Linked DNA regions of Canis lupus: region 2 is linked to region 1. Evidence: chromatin contacts called from public Hi-C data. All regions are on one chromosome and are shown on one strand. Each heading gives the region's core, a stretch centred on a gene start, on an enhancer-like site or on the middle of the called end of the contact. The rest is flanking DNA. Distances are from core to core; before and after follow the strand shown. Region 1 holds the start of TIMM10 (mitochondrial import inner membrane translocase subunit Tim10). Region 2 holds the start of P2RX3 (P2X purinoceptor 3).

Region 1 (5,078 bases), core at 1,858-4,357:
GCAGATGCTTAACTGACTGAGCCATCCAATTGCCCCACAAGGGGCCATTTTTGAGAAATTGGGAGAAATTGTATATGTGCATAAGATTATATTAAGAAATTACTATAATTTTGAAGGCATGAAAAAAATGGCATTGTGGAAAAGGACTTTATCTGTTAGAGGTAAAAACAGATGAAAATATGGCTAAATGTTAACTGTTAAAGTCTGGTGATGGGTATGTGGAAATTCAGTATACTGTGCTCTCCACTTTTCTGTATGTTTTTAATTTGCTCTAATAAAAGTCTAAAAATTAAAAGAATGAGAACAATGATTTCTTTTTATTGAGCATCTGCCATGGACTAGGGGCTTTTAGTGCATTTTTTATTTTTCATTTTTGTAAGGATTGTTTTAACTTTTTATTTTGACATAATTGTAGGATTACAGGAAGTTGCATAAATAGTACAGAGACAGTACTGAAGGTTAAATCTTACATAACTATATGCTATATCAAAGCCAAGATATTGACACTGGAACAATAGTGTATATAGTTCTATGACATCTTATCTCACATGTTTAGATTCATATAAACAGGGACCCCGGGGTGGCTCAGCAGTTTAGCACCTGCCTTCCGCCCAGGGCATGATCCTGGAGTCCCAGGATCGAGTCCACGTTGGGCTCCTTGCATGGAGCCTGCTTCTCCCTCTGCCTGTATCTCTGCCTCTCTCTCTTTCTCTGTGTCTCTCTCATGAGTAAATAAATGAAATCTTAAAAAAAAAAGAAAGATTCATATAAATATCTCCACAATCTGGGTGGATAACCATCCCATTGCCACAAAGATCTCCTTTGTTCTACCCCTTTATAGGCACACCTTCCTCCCTCTTCTCACCTGTATGGCTCTAACCCTTGGTAACCATTAATCTCTTTGTCTCTATAATTTTGTCATTTTGAGAATATTATTTAAATGGAATTATATAGTATGCTTTCGTAACACCTAATAAAAATCCTTTTTTTTTTCTAATAAAAATCCTATCGAGGAAACAGATTACACTTGTAAGAACTCGTTTTCCCATGCGATTTCTTTTTTCTTTTAAAGATTTCATTTATTTATTCACGAGAGGCAAGGTCATAGGCAGAGGGAGAAGCAGGCTCCTTGCAAGGAGTCCAACGTGGGACTCCATTCCAGGACCCTGGGATCATGCCCTGAGCTGAAGGCAAGCTCAACCGCTGAGCCACCCAGGTGTCCCTCCCATGCAATTATATTCCATAATATGTTGACTATATTATTAAAAGCAAAAACCACTACAACATGTGTCCACTAAAACATACATACAATAGTATTCACAGCAACATTGTCCTAACAGCCCCAAGCTGGAAACAACCCAAAAATCTATCAACAGTGAATGGATAAATTACCTGTGGCTCATTCATACAATCTAACATTAGACAGCAATAAAAAAGAATGAATAATGGTTACACACAACAATGTGGATGAAATCTTAGACGCTACATTGAGCTAAAGAAGTCAGGCACAAACCAGCAAATAGTGTATGACTCCATTTACCTGAAGTTCAAGAATAGGCAATAGAAGTCAGAATACTGGTTAACTTTGGGAGAGCCGGTATTGACTGGTCAGGAACATAAGATAACTTTTAAGGGTGTTGGAAATACATTGTATTTTGATCTGAGTGGTGCTTATGAGCATAAATATATATTTAAAAATTAAGCTTAAATTTTATGTATTTTAGTCATTTTCCTGTATAGATGTCATACCTTAATTTTATTGAAAAAAAATTTTTTTTAAGTAACCTCTACACCCAAGGTGGGGCTCAAATTCAGGAGGATGGCTGGGTGGGGGGTGGGGGGAGGTTTGGAATCAAGAGTTGAATACTCTACTGACTGAGCCAGCTAGGGGCCCCTGTTATACCTTAAATTTTTTTTAAAGTGTGTGTCTATGAATTGAGAAATATTTATTTTATTTATTTTTAGTTTTTAACTTTTTTATTTTTAAAGATTTTATTTATTTATTCATGAGAGACACAGAGAGAGGGGGGCAGAAAGAGGAAAGGCAGGGTCCATGCAAGGAGCCTGATGCGGGACTCCATCCCGGAATCTGGGATCAGGCCCTGAGCCAAAGGCAGATGCTCAACCACTGGGCCACCCAGGCGCCCCTATTTTATTATTTTTTTAATATTTTATTTATTTATTCATGAGAGACACACAGAGAGAAAGGCTCCATGCAGGGAGCCCTATGTGGGACTCCATCCGAGGTCTCCAGGATCACACCCTGGGCTGAAGGCGCCGCTAAACCGCTGAGCCACTGGGGCAGACCTATACCTTACTTTTTTTTTCTATACCTTAATTTTAAAAAAGATTTTATCTATTTGAGAGAGAACGCACGCGCTCAAATGTGCACGTGGGGAGAGGCAGAGGAGGGAGAGGGCGAGAATCTCAAGCCCATTCTGCACTGAGCTGGGGGCCAGGGCAGGGCTCTGTCTCATGACCCTGAACCGACCGAGCCACCCAGGCACCTCTAGCTTAATTTTCAAGGATTGGGGCACCGGGTTTGCGAAAGAGGAGTCCTTGGAGGAGACATGAGGGCTGAATTTAGGATCCTGACTTTCTTGGGCAGTGAGGGAAGCATACAGTGACCAGCCATACAGCGTCCGGCCCACCTCCTCCAATGGGCAGCGGACGCTTTGCATCTTGTACACTTTGTTTACTGGGAAATCCCTTGAGAAACAAAAGGATTGGGGGCGGGTTTCTGTGGTGTAGGGGTTCAGATGGAGCAACGCACGCACGGGGTCTGGAGAGAGCAGCTCACAGCCCCTTCCTCCTCCTCGCTCTGATGCACTAGGTTAGCCCCGGCGGCAGCCAACGTTGCTCTTGTTCATCTCTCTGGGCCGGGGCGTCTGGAAGTTGCGCGGACCCGGCTCGTCCTCCTGCGAGCCCGGAGACAGCTTAGCACCTGCGGGCCGCTGCGCTCCCTCCGTCCGGGGAGCTCTGGCTCGCAACCTCGGCTGCACCAAGAAACCGCCCGAGGTCAACTGAAACATTTACTGAAGTCTGCGTCCTGCTCCCAGAGGTTCTGATTTGCTTGGTATGAAGCGAGGCATGGGCATCGGGGCACTGGGAGCGGCCCGGGCGACCGTAACGAGCAGCACAGACACTACGGCCTTGGAGGGCGTCCTTCCTTCTCCGCGCCGCGCCGGGGTCTGTGACCCGCCGTCGAGCCTCGGGGGCTGCGGCCAAGCTTCGCGGAGCCCCGCCCTCCGGCGCCCGCCTACAGACAGTCGCACTGTGACCTCTCCGCCGAAACCCTGGGGACGGCACCGCCAGGCTGCAGGCGCTCTGCACTGCGCCCAAGCCTCTATGGTATTTTGGCGTCCCCTCTAGCCCTTGCAAGTCGCCTTCGGGCACGGCCGGCGGCTCCTCTCTATGGTAGCCGATTTCCCCGCGCCGCCTCGTAGGGGCTTCACTCCGGAAGCGAGTCCGATCAAAGGGGAGGCGGGACTTCCCTCCCGGAAGTGACCCACGTGCTTCCGCCTTAGCCTACCTGGGCGTGCGGCGGCTGTCTAGCGTTTGCGCGAAGTTGAGGACACCGCGGGCACAGTGACTGGCCCCAGGCCGTGGTAAGTGACCGCTCGCTTCAAGGTGACCCCGATGCACCTCGCCGCCACGTCAGAGGTGCAGCCCCTGGGCCGGGACCCGTGGACCTTTAGCACCGCGTGTGATCGAATTCCCAGGGCCCTGGAGGTTCAGGCCCCGCGGTTCAGTGTTCCTTTCCGGTCCCGAGATCTTTTCCTGGGTAGAGTGGCCACGAGGGGCTGGGGCGCCAGGGCTCGATTTCCAGCCCCTCCATTGACGTGCTGTGTTCCCCTTCCGGGCCTCAGTTTCCATATCTGTGAGATGGGATAGTTGAGCCCACTGAGGTCAGTGACCCCTGCCCGCCCGGTGTCCTATGATTGTTCCGCATCCTCTACGTCCCCCTGGGATGGGAAACGGAACGGGAGGGCTCGAAGCTGACGGTGATGTCCGCTCCCAGGACTAGGAGGCCAGGAGATCTTTCCCACGGCGCAGCGCTGAGATGGATCCGCTCAGGGCCCAGCAGCTGGCTGCCGAGCTGGAGGTGGAGATGATGGCCGATATGTACAACAGGTGAGAGCCGACAGCGCGCTCCTTGTCTTTGACAGTGATCCTAGGTCACCCTTCCTCAGGGCACCTGTCGGAGGGTGCGCACCCCCACCTACGCTCCTCGTGGCTGAGGGCCAATGCAGACGCGGTACGGGTCGCTAGAAGGAGTTGGACATCTAGGTTGGAATGCACTTGGCAAGCGAGAGAAGCCCCAGTCCAAGCTCTGGTTGGCTTTCAGGAACGGTTGAGCGTTTGCCTTTGTGGCAAACAGCACGCAGCCCGCTTGGTGGTTTACATTTCTTAAACTCTTACTCCACCTCGGGCACATGCTGAGCATTCTACGCGCCTTCATCTTTTGTGATCTTCAAAATGATCCACCGGGTCGGTCTTAGTTGTCCCATTCTAAGGTGAAGACATGGAGGCTTCTAGAGGTTAAATAACATTCACAGGGCTCACAGTTGGTCAGTAGCAATGTCAGGACCAGGACCTCGGTCTGACTCCAAACGAGTGCCCACAACCATTTGGCAGATGCGGGAACAAATCATAACTGCGCCAATCACCACTAGTGTGGCCGTGGGCAAGTCACTTGGACTGCTTAGTGGTTTTCCTGTCTATAAAATGGAGGTGGGGCACATGATGGTGCAGTTGGTTGAGCATCTGACTCTTGATTTCATTGCAGGTCGTGATCTCAGGGTCATGGGATTGAGCCTCACATTGGGCTCTGCACTCAGCAGGGAGCCTGCTTGACATTCTCCCTCTCCCTCTCCCCTGTTTGCCCACACACATGCCCGCGCAAGTGCTCGCTCTCTCTTTCTCAAATACATAATACTAGTTCTTTTTAAATAAATGAATAAATATTGCTTCTAATCCTTTTGGCTAAGATCAAGTGTAAAAAAATAAATAAATAAAATGGAGATAATAATGGTGCCTACCTCAAGGAGACATTATAGATGTTAAATGTAGAAATG
Region 2 (5,078 bases), core at 1,934-4,433, 160 kb after region 1:
GCCACTGTTAAACTGTACATTTGTTTGTGGACATGGTTTGATTTATGCTCATCGCTTGCATCGCAAGCTCCGCGAGGCTGAGGGTGCTGTCTGCTTTTGCCCGTGTTCTATGCTTGGTGCACAGTGCCTGGCATGAAGAAATGCTCGAGGAATTTCTGCTAAATCAAAGACAATGGATTCGTGAAGTCCTAATGGTGCACGGGCTCATGTGCACAGAGATGGGGCTCAGGCCAGGGGGCCGGGCTACAAGCTGCGAGGATGTAACTGGAAGGAGCCTCTCCGTGGGGACCTGTCAGGCTGGGAGATGGATGGGGTTGGATATGGAGACGCCAAAGAGCCTCTCATGCTTGTTCCTGCAGGCCGGGCTCCAGCCCCAAGGATCAGGGCATCAGATCATATCACGGTGAGGGAGGGACAGGGGCAGTGGCAGAGCAGAGCAGGCGGGTCCAGGAGCCACTGTCTACCTTCCATCAACCTTCTGCCCGAAGCCAACAGAGCCAGAAATGTGCTGAGGCAGCCTTTGGACTCACCGGGACCACCACACGGTCTCGCGGCTCTAAACAGTTATAGCCTCGCTTATACGCGTGAACGCAGAACATTTAGGAGTCAGCTCCTAGCCAGGCTCTGGAGATGAGGACACGGCATGTTTGCAAACATTCCAGCTCACACAACCTCGAAGCTGGAAGTAGACTTCAAGGCCAAAGCTCGAATCTCTTCTCTCACATCCCTGAGAGGAGCACCGGCTGCGTGGCCTTGCCTCCAGCAGCCACGTAAACGAGTCCACTGGCTCCCGCAAATCACGCAGGGAAAAAAAAAATCCCTTAATCCATACATGCCCACTTTTCCACGCACATACCACTCCGACCCTTCAGGCAAGGGGGCCCATGCACACGCAGCTCTGGCCCACACGCACGCACACCGGATGTCTTCTTGGACTGGTTTGAATTAACTCATGACAGCCGTCAGTGGTTTGCTCTCTCACACACACAGAACCATTGTCTCAAGGGATGGCGTGAGACTAGAGGCAGGCGCACTGGGAAAGAAAGATCTAGAGGCTTCTGCCTGTCGTTTCTGGCGTCCAGCAGTGTGTGCAAATGACCACAAGGAAAGAACCTGTGTTCCCCCCCTCCCCACCGGCCATTGTCTCCTCCATGGCCCTTGGCACACACACACGTGTGTGTATGTGTGGGGGGTGGACGCCTCTGAAGGTGGGTGCCGAGAGGGGGTGTTCAGACCACCGGCTCTCAAGCAACTCCTGGGATGGGTTATATGGCGCAAAGTTAGGCAGCAGCAGAGAATTCACGCTTTCTGACAAAGAGGAGTGTTTCTGGATTCATGAGGAGGGACCCGGTATCGTGTTCAGAAAAGCCACCTTTCCCCCGAGCTGCTCTTCCCTTGAGTGTTATCTGTGCCCTCGTCTCTCCCCCTGCCCAGGGCGCAGACATCCTGCTTTGTCCTCCCCTCCAAGAGCAAGGGCTTCTCCCCTTGCCCCCTTCTTTCACCAACTCCTCAAGCCAGGAGGGAAATCCCTCATTCCAAAGTGGTCTAGTTCTGTCCTTCCCACCTCACCGTTGACCTGGTCACCCCATCCCCATCTCCCTTGTGTCGGTGTCTTCTCTTCCCCTTTTCTGTGCTCCCTCTTCTTTTTTGAGACCCCAAAGCATTGGTTAGGGAGAATGGGAAGGCGTGAGGGTGGTCTGTTCTCTGGTGGGAGCAGGAAAGGAAGGAGAGAGGGTCACCTGGGACGTCTCCTGGCTGAGGGTGGCACTGGGGCAAGAACTCCACTTCTTGGGGTGTGTGCCTGGAAACCACTCTCTGACTCCAGAGGATTTACTGGGGAAGAGGACTAATCTGGGGACCAGATCCCTGACTCCGTAGAAAAGACTGTTTCTTCCAAGAGAGGAAAGGCTCAGGCAGCTGGACAGCAACAGTGAGCGGACACCAGGCAGCAGCACCCCACCACCCTGCTAGGACCCAAAGGGCCACAGGACTCACCCCACAAAGTAGGAGATGATCAAAAGCTGGACTGCCCGGTTGATGACCCCAATGGTCCAGCTCTTCACAACCACCGACTTGGTGGTCTCGTAGGTGAAGAAATCTGACACGCAGTTCATACTGAGAGAGCGCTCGGGGGCCACTCAGGAGGGACCCAGTGGTGGCCTCAGGAGGGACAGGTCCTCGGGACAGGGAGACAGAGCTCAAAGCCTGGAGGGAACCGCTTGGAGGGGAGCCTGGTCCTTTAAGTCAGGAGACCCTAGCGCAGCGCCCAGGCTCTCTCTGCTCTTGACACCCTGGGCTGCCAAGAGTCCAAGGCCAGGGCGGGGGACCCCCTTTTTGTTCGTCTCCACCCCACTCCCCTGTGATGTCACGGCAGGGGTGGGGTCTCCAATCCCCGCTCCTGATTGCCTAGGATGCAGCTGGCTAGGGCCCTCTGGGAGTCATGTTTTATCTGCACTCTGTCTACCCTTTCTGTTCCGTGCTGCATCTTCCTCCCTGCTCACCAGCCGCCTCACGCTCTCCTTAAAGCCCCCTGCAGTGTCCCAGCCCCAGCCACTGAACTGCCTTCCCCAGGCTGAGTGCCTGCCTCATTCGTGACTCTTCCCAAAGCCACGCAATTCAGTGGCCATCCGCTCCCTTTCTGAGTCGTCTCCAATACCGTGGGTCAGGGGGAAGGGTCTCTTGAATATTTCTCTGGATCTCCTGGGAGGGAGTCGTAGAGTTCATGTCCCTAACTCAGGTTGGCAGTGGCTGAGCTCGCCCCGCAGCATAGCGTCAACCACATTGGAGTGTTTGCTTTTATTTTGCTTTGTTTTCCTGTGAGTTTCCTTAACTGAATCGTTTGTTAGATAACATGCTCCTGGGAGGCTGGGGCTGTTTCTGTCTTGTTCACTAGTTTTCTAAAATCCTAGAACCGGGTGGGGGTTCGGGCCATATTGAACGTATGCTGCTGGACAGGGCTGCGTGGCCGTTTCCCGGAGGTTAGGGTCACGAGTTCAGGGAGCAGCAGTGCATGCCCGCTGCCTCTCAGGCCAGCGTCGGGTTAGCAAGCTGGCGGAACCAAGTCAGATTGTCAGGAAGTCTTGGACTTAAATATTCTGTCCTAATGTCTTCACGTAGGACAGGTGCCACCAGTCATTCTGGATGTAGACTCATCGTGATTAGGGCAGAGGAGAGCTGGACCGGGTGGGGTAATAAAGAGATTTGGGGGCCCTGGGCAAATCCTCTTTGGGCCTCAGTATTCTGATCTGCAAAGGAGGTAGGAGTGGACATACTCACCATTTCTCCCAGGCCTGGCCTCCTCTGATTTTATAAGATGTGCCATCACGCTGATGCCGAGATCCTCCCTCTGCCATCCACGCTGGTGGGGACCCCTTTCTACCATCCACGCTGCTGTGGGGACCCCCCTCTGCCATCCACGCCGGTGTGTGGGGACCCCCCCTGCCATCCACGCTGGTGCGGGCACCGGGGACGCCCCCCACCCACACTGGTGCGGGGCCCCCCTCTACCATCCACGCTGCTGTGGGGACCCCCCTCTGCCATCCACGCCAGTGCGGGGACCCCCCTGCCATCCACGCTGATGCGGGGACCCCCCTGCCATCCACGCTGATGCGGGGAACCCCCCCCTCTGCCATCCACACTGATGCGGGGACCCCCTCTGCCATCCACTTCGGTGCGGGGACCCCCCCCGCCATCCACACTGATGCGGGGACCCCCCGCCATCCACTTCGGTGCGGGCACCGGGTCCCCCCCTGCCATCCGGCAGGTCTGACCGTGACCCCCCCCCGCCCCCGCCCCGCCCCCCGCGGACCCCGCCGGCCACCACCCCTACATGGACTGCGGGCTTCGGGAGGGAAGTTTTGGGTGCGGACAGAGAAGCCCTTTCAAAGAGCATCCGGTGCCGTGTGGCGGGAGGACGGGGCAGTCACTGCGACACCGACACCGCGGCCCCCTGCTCCCCAGGACCGTCCCGGGCGGGACGCGGGAAAGGCGCACGCAGGCGTCCGCGGGAGGTCAGACGGGAGACAAGTGCACGGCTTCTCCCCAGGACCCCGTCCTCCCCTCAACAGGTGTGACTTTTAAAGAAGGAGCCCTACGCGCCGGCACCTCCGCCTCGGGGTCCCCGCAGGGTGCACCGCACGCGGCCCCCCCCAGGTCCTCCAGGCCGGCTGGCGCTCTAGGCGGCCGCCTCGCAGGCGGGCCGGGCTCGCGTCTCTCTAGCTCGCTCGCTCTCTCTATGGTCCCTGCACCGCTTCCGGTGGCGGGCCTCGGGGCCGCGCACGCGGGAAAACCTTCCCGAGCGTCCCCCCGACCCCCTGTCCCCGCCCCCCCTCCCGCGTCCCCCAGCGCGCCCACCGCCCGCACCTGGGCCGTCGCGAGGCTGCCGCTCGAGGAGGTGGGTGGTCGCCGCCGCGTGCCCCGGGAGGCTGCGGGCCTCGCTCCCCCCCGCGGGCCGCCCGTGATGGGCCGTTCCGCGTTCGAATCCACGGGCGGCGGGCGAATCCATTTTAGGGGGCGGGGGGGGGCTTGGGCCCGGGGCCGCGGCGCGGCGGGAGCGCCGGGAGGGAAGCCTTGCCCTCGGAGCCGGGTCGCGAGCCGCAGAGGTGCAGCCCCCGGGGTTCCGCTGCTCGTTGCCATGGCGCCCGCTGGAGCGCCCCGAGCCGGCGTCTGGTCCCGCTGTAAGCGCGACTCCGGGCCGGGTTCCCCAGCCGCGGCTGGGCCTGGCTCCTGGAGGTTTGCAGGGCCTGCCGTGGGGTCCCTGGGAGACGAGATCCGGACACATCCCAGGTGCAGCCGGGCCTTGCCACCTGGCTCCATCCACGGGCTCAGGGAGGTGCTGCCTTTGATGTTTGTCTACCCACTCTCCCACCCCCCCCTTCTTGAATTCAGATTCCCAACCTGCTGAGTATCTGCACACCCACCCAGGAGTTGGGGCCCAGCTCCCAGTTGAGGCCAACAGGGGCTGATCAGAATGGCGGAAACACTGGAGTTCAACGACGTCTATCAGGAGGTGAAAGGCTCCATGGTAAGAAGGGCTTGGGCTTTTCGATAGGCTGAGAGATGGAAGGAGAGTAGGCTTT

What was found. A called contact is a pair of places that touch in the nucleus more often than the background predicts.
Region 2: a Hi-C map of blood shows a contact between it and region 1, with 3 times the contacts expected there. The contact joins the promoter of P2RX3 here to the promoter of TIMM10 in region 1. A contact is called at or near these places in 3 of 9 Hi-C or Micro-C datasets (amygdala and blood).

The regions. Positions count from the first base shown.
Region 1 is chr18:39,103,811-39,108,888 of UU_Cfam_GSD_1.0, forward strand. It overlaps TIMM10 (mitochondrial import inner membrane translocase subunit Tim10), which reads left to right and starts at 3,108. Exons shown (of 3, transcript XM_038562460.1): 1 at 3,108-3,608; 2 at 4,022-4,134. The coding sequence starts at 4,064.
Region 2 is chr18:39,266,230-39,271,307 of UU_Cfam_GSD_1.0, forward strand. P2RX3 (P2X purinoceptor 3) reads right to left here and starts at 3,184. Exons shown (of 12, transcript XM_038563245.1): 1 at 1,996-3,184. The coding sequence starts at 2,114. It overlaps SSRP1 (FACT complex subunit SSRP1), which reads left to right and starts at 4,260. Exons shown (of 18, transcript XM_038563247.1): 1 at 4,260-4,393; 2 at 4,888-5,023. The coding sequence starts at 4,970.